Regions from separate parts of the Zea mays genome. Here region 2 is linked to region 1. A link is a contact called in public Hi-C data. All regions are on one chromosome and are shown on one strand. Each heading gives the region's core, a stretch centred on a gene start, on an enhancer-like site or on the middle of the called end of the contact. The rest is flanking DNA. Distances are from core to core; before and after follow the strand shown. Region 1 holds the start of LOC100282260 (transcription factor/ transcription initiation factor). Region 2 holds the start of LOC100272891 (Ribonuclease 3-like protein 2).

The links. Hi-C and Micro-C count contacts between places; a contact is called where the count stands out from the background.
Region 2: a Hi-C map of tassel shows a contact between it and region 1, with 2.4 times the contacts expected there. The contact joins the promoter of LOC100272891 here to the promoter of LOC100282260 in region 1. A contact is called at or near these places in 2 of 25 Hi-C or Micro-C datasets (ear and tassel).

Annotation. Positions count from the first base shown.
Region 1 is chr8:86,842,769-86,845,896 of Zm-B73-REFERENCE-NAM-5.0, forward strand. LOC100282260 (transcription factor/ transcription initiation factor) reads right to left here and starts at 1,791. Exons shown (of 11, transcript NM_001155172.2): 1 at 1,539-1,791; 2 at 1,250-1,432; 3 at 990-1,157; 4 at 848-902; 5 at 653-711. The coding sequence starts at 1,790.
Region 2 is chr8:87,009,654-87,012,836 of Zm-B73-REFERENCE-NAM-5.0, forward strand. LOC100272891 (Ribonuclease 3-like protein 2) reads left to right here and starts at 1,314. Exons shown (of 4, transcript NM_001147344.2): 1 at 1,314-1,761. The coding sequence starts at 1,339.

The DNA.
Region 1 (3,128 bases), core at 541-3,040:
CCACAGAACACTTTTGTATAACTTGTTGGAAGCAACCGGACTTTTCGATTGTCTGCCGACTGTTTCTTCATTCAATCCGAAATTCAAATATACACCACCATCGAAGGAGAAAGACTACTTGTGATATACAGATCACAGATGAAGTCAAAAAAAAATATCGAACATGTAGGACAGCTGTGTATCTTTATGTTAATACGGGTAAAGAACCCTGTAAGACATGCCAGAAACACACACACACAAAGACACACCCAAGTCCTAATATATCATTCGCGTCACATGAAATAATTGTTTAAACAGAATTTGAGAACAAGATTCGCAGTGTGTTTCACATCACCAATTATCCTTATAAATAAAAATACCATCAATTGTAAAATCATAACAAATATATCAGAATCGTAAAACTAATAAACCCAATCAATACTAAAATTGATGAACGGGCTAATATTATTATCAGAAGGGGCAGTAACCAACTATTAACTCTAGATACATATTCTATTTATCCACAACCTCATTCTGGAAACATATCATCAGGGAGCAATGTTCTACAGAAAAAAAATGAGAGCCCAAAACAAATGAGAATAACAGATGGAATCCTCGATACAACATTACTGGTTATCCATGCTCTCAAATGATCTGTGGCCTTATATTTTACCTGAGTCAGTGGCTGAGGCTGCACGCCCCTGTCAGGATCTTCACGGCCTTCCACATAAGCTGTACATTATGAGTCACACAAATCATTTCGGTTATTGTTTTCCCAAACTATATTAGCTCCAAATAGACTAAACTAGGGATGCATTTCACACGTGGAGTCGTGGACAACAACCAGAGAACATAAGCATGAACATACCGACATTCACATCAACACCCAGCGGCCTCTGATTCATCCAAGGGGAAGGTGGTGGCTGCAAAAACTTCAAAACATGACAAAAAGCTAACAACAAGGGAGAAAAACTAGTCACAAATTACAGTACAGTACAAATTTATAATACCATGTAGGGACTTGGATGACCAGCTGTTGGGTCTGCCCCATTTATTGCCATCCCATTCCTGACATCGCTGATCGGTGAGGGGGCATAATCGGAAGGGCCAGTGGGTATGTTGTACATCGCTGTGTCTGTCCCTGGCAGAGGAGTCTGGATTGGGGTCTGCAATGGTGTCTGAAAACAAATACAAGTAACTCGTTCAGAACCTCGCGTCCCAATTGCGTAGAAACATTTTAACGTACAGCAGACGATGGATTCGGTCTCACCGGCGGGAACAACATGTCAGCGGTCGGGGTGGCGTACTCCTCAGATGTGGCCTCGTACGGCACGTTCAGGTCGTGCACGGGCGGTGTCGTGCCGGTGGTGCCTCCGACGGACGCGGCAGCAGCCTTGGTTCGGTCTATGTTCCCCGAGATCGCGCCACAGTGTAGCATTTTCATCTCCCAGAGCTAGGGTTTCCTCGGCCGGATCGGAGAGGCAACCGTCAAAATCGCTAAAATCAAGAAAAAATTGAAGGGGACGAGAGCTGAAGATCGATAAATCAGAGGTTCTTACAGCCTGGAGCTCGTTTAGGACGGCGTCACCGACTCCGTAGGTGATGAAATCCTCGCGGACCTTGGAGATGACGTCATCAATGACAGAGATGTAAACGGTCGAGACGTTGCTGCTTGCCATGACGGCAGCGGCGGAGGCTAGGGTTTCGGCGGCCGGAGGAGAGGCTTCGGCGGAGGAGGGGAAGGGGTTGCGGAGGAGCGGAGACGGACGAGAAACACGGGAATTAAGGACAGAATATAAATAGGTTTGCATCCCGTGTCGTCAAGTGGCTGGGGTATTTGTAACCCACCGCAAACCAGAGTCACTGCTACCGAATTTTTTTGTATTTTAGCCCTGAAACTGAAGTAAATTCACGTTTAGACCTAAAAAATTTTAAATGCAGTTTTGGACCCTTTGCTCGGCGCCATAGCCTGTGGCGCCGAGCTAAAACAGCTCGGCGCCACCGTCTGTGGCGCCGAGCTTTGGCGCCGAGCTAGGAAAAAACTGGAAACGGCCTTCTCTGTGCGCGCGTTTCTTGTCTTGTGCTCGTTCCAAACCAACGCCGCCGCCGACTTCCTCAATCGCCGCCGCCTCCCCGGACTCCGGCTCGCCGCCGCCCGCCCGCCCCGGCCCAGCTCCGGCTCGCCTTAGCGAGCCCCGCCCGACGTCGCCGGAGCTCGCCGCCCGCTCGAGCTCCCCCGAGCTCGGTCGCCGCCGCCCGCTCGAGCTCCCCCGAGCGCGGTCGCCGCCGCCCGCCCTGTGCCGCGCCCGAGCTCCGCCCACTGCCGCCCCGAGGTCGCCGGAGCTCCGCCCGCCCACTGTCGCGCCCGAGCTCCCCACGAAGCCCACTGCCGCCACCGCCCGCTCCGTCCCCGGTAGCTCCCGCTTCCATTGCCGACCATTTTTTTTTTAATTTCTTAATTTGTAAACTAGTAGTAATTAGTTAGGTATCCACTTATTTATTATTTAGTAAATAGTTAGATAGTTTGTTGTTATTGTTTATTAAAATAGTTAGCTAGTTTGTTGTTTTAGTTGCGTAGTATATTGTTAGTGTTTAGTAAATTCTTAGTGATTAAAATAGTTAGCTAGTTTGTTGTTATAGTTGCGTAGTATATAGTTATCATTTTGTTTAGCGCATTGATATTATATGTTTTCTGTGTTGGCAACCATCGTGTTGTCGTTTATTCGCAGGTTCTATAAACATCACTTTACAGGGGAGGTGCTGCCAAATTTTTTACTGACAATTGGTTTTTTTGTACGTAGGTGTTCGTCCGACTTGACCTTCTCCACCGTTAGCTGGAGTCGTACGCGTTCTCAGGTATACATAGTATTTCGTACATTATTTATAGATTATGTAATTTCGTTTGATGTGTTCATTTAATATTTACTGTATAGTTATTAGTTAATATATATTTATTACTTAGTAAGTTAGTAGGCTTAAGTATGTAGCCATTATTGAGTTAGTAATCCATTTTTGCAATAGATGGACAGCCTAGTAACACTATACCATGGAGGAAGGGTGGAGATAGATGCTTATGGGAGTGTTACTTTTGATGGTATGAAGATCGTGACCATGTTGTTCGTTGAAAGATCAACTTTTGACCAGCTTTT
Region 2 (3,183 bases), core at 64-2,563, 170 kb after region 1:
TATGGTCCCCGACAGATATGTATTGAGAATCATAAAACATGCATGTTTAATTTTCGCGAGAGATGCAATGGTATTTTTATGTTTAAACTTTGATGTTTTTATTAGCTTTTGTTAGTTTTCAAGTTTGGAATTTAATCCACACTATGTTTTGGTTTTAGAATATAATCCATATGAAATAAATGAACAACATTGGTTGATTAGGTTTATGGATTTAATCTCATAAGGGATTGGGTGTCCAAATATGGAAAAACTCATCACAACAAAATTCTTAATGTGTCGGAAAGACCTTATTTGATTATTCCTCATCCCCGCCACTCTCGGCCTTCTCCTTCCCCTCAACTCATGCCGACCCCTCCCCTCCTCTTCCCTCCACGAGATTGTAGTGCTAGAACATCTTCAAGGGACTAGCCAAATAACATGTCAAGCCAAATTTTAGCTATTTAACAGCAAAATAAATCTACAACATACTAGCCATTTAACTTGTCAAGTCATCCGACTTTTCAAATTGCTCTCATTGCTCACTAAGAGCAACTCCAAGAGACTAGGTATATGATTTTGTAAAGGTAAATTTAGCTAATAGTAAAAGAAAATTGTATCCAATAGACTATGTAAACGACTCTTCAAATTTAGTGGCTCTCTATTTCTCCATCTTCGCTCTCCAATTTTGGATAGTCTGCTTCACTCTCTATTCAGTCCGTAGGTTTACCGAGTCTGTTGGATTAGCCTACACTTTTTTTTTAAATTCTGTTTTAGAGAGTAGCTAAATCAGTAAATTTGGCTAGTCTTTTTAGCTAATCTCTTGGAATTGCTCTAAACTTGGCTAGCCACTCCGACTAGCTAAACTAACTGGCATGTTAGAGAGTCTGTTAGAATGAGATATTAGGTATAATCTTCGTGGAGAGGTAAATAAAAATCAAATAAAGAGTAAAAAATATAAAATCTCTCGAACATGTTCTTAACACGGGCTATATGATAGTTTGCATAAAGTAGAGAGGGAGAAGTAGCACACGGCGTTTTTAAAAATTAATGCTCTGATATATATTAGAGATTAGAAAATTTTAAAAGAATCTGTTATACAGGACCACATGAGATAATGTGTTTTGTTTGGTTCCCAAAATGTAATGTAAATGACAACAGTAATGGTTTGCATTCGATTACCAGCGATAATAAATTTGAATAGGCTGATATCAATTTATAATGTGGTATCCGATTACGATTAAAGTTAAACAAACATGATTTAACATTATTTGTTACCTATTACATTACAAACATATAAAGCAAACAACACCTAAATTGTAACGCCTCCAGCGAAACCCAAAACCCTCCCACCAAATTTCAATGACGCCGTCGAAACCCCCTGGCAAGCGCCGCCGTTCGGCTCCACCTCCGCGCTTGCCCTCACCCGCTCCACCCGTGGCGCTCTCGCCGCCGGGCTTCGTCGCCGACCGCGCCGAGGCCGCGGCGCGCGTGGAGCGCCTCCTGCGGTACCAGTTCTGCGACCGCGCCCTTCTAGAGGAGGCCCTGACCCACCAATCCTTCTCGGATGGCGCTCTCTCTTACCAGCGGCTCGAGTTCGTCGGCGACGCCGCTCTCGGCCTAGCCTTCTCTAACTTCCTATACCTCACCAACCCCACCCTCGGGCCCGGCGCGCTCTCCACGCTCCGCGCCGCCAACATCTCTACCGAGAAGCTCGCGCGCGTCGCCGTCCGGCACGACCTCTACCCGCTGCTCCGGCGCAAGTGCCCCCGCCTCGACCTACTAGTAAGCATAATTGCGTTTTGGAATCTCCTAGGGTTCGTGCGGTTGGCTTGTCTTTGGCGATGAGTCTTTAAGTTTCGTAAGCTCGGCAGGGGTATATAGGTGAAAAATTGCTATTTTGTCACTCTCAGTTTGGGCTCTCTGCTAATATGTCACCCCGTGTCTATGAACAACATGTAGGCTCCTCGTTTTTTAAGAAAATTTGGTAAAACTAAAACCGAAATATGTGCCCAGTGAATGCGGAGCCGAAATGTGCGGTTTCGATTCTTTCAGTTTCAACCGAACAGACCAAAATTTAGCAAAAAATAATAATTTTAGAGTTGCAAAAGTGTGTAGATGACCGGATATAGGATTGAGTTGGGGATGAATTGATTTGGAGGAGTTGTGTGCTTATATACTTAGGATTTGGGAAGGCTATATTAAGCCATGCCTAAAATTTTATTGGTCTATCATTTTTTGGTTAATTTGGTTTTCCAAAGTCTAGAACCGAAAATTACCTTGGTTATTTCCATGTTTTCTGAAACGTGTTACCAAAATTAGTAACTATTAATTCAGTTTTGGTTCCGGTTAATTCGGTCTGGTTATTCGGTTTCAGTTTATTTACCCAGGCTTACTAACGCGTATTGCATGCGCCAAACAAATTTGACCTGCTACAAATTGATCCAATTATTCTCTTCCACAACCTTCTCCACATTAGAATAGCACGTCAGATGAACTTCACTTCAGTCTGCAGGTTAGTCTATGTCATGGGCATCATAGGGAGCGAGAGGCAACAACCAGTCTGGGATAAGGCTAGAGAATAAGATTGAGATGAGCTGGGATAAGGCTAGAGAATAAGATTGAGATGAGAGAATTGTGGAGAGTTGGTTAGCAGCAGATAAGTCCAAGAAAGTAGGAGTTAGTTGAGAGTTTGTAGGAGAAGTTGGTTAGCTATAGGGCTATTTATAAGCCGCATGGCAGCAGGGAATAAATCAAGCAAGATCATTATCAAACCAATCTCTCTCTCCTTGCAATGACCCTCTCAAGCGTCTAGGGCTGCTACCCTAGAACCAAGCCTGCGGCAGAGTGGTATAACCTCGCCGGAGAAGACAGCTATCCCCATGGACCGAAGGTCCATGACAGTCTACTGCCAGCCAAAAGCATTACTGTAAAGATACTTTTCCCAATCATCTTCCACATGGGCTAGCCAGCCACCCTGTGTGGTCTTGTAGCCACAATCTTCAGCCAGGGTGACCAAGACGTTGGTGCCATAGGGACGCAGGAGCAGCAACAGCAGCAAGGGCGTAATGTGTAGTGGCTGGTGGAGCACGCGCAGTAGGAAGACTGATGGTGTACAGCGGCCCAGAGCTATTGCACCTAATGATTGTGTTCCTGGAATTAAGATCCTTCACAGAAAGGCCAAACGGGTCAAATTCCATGGAACAA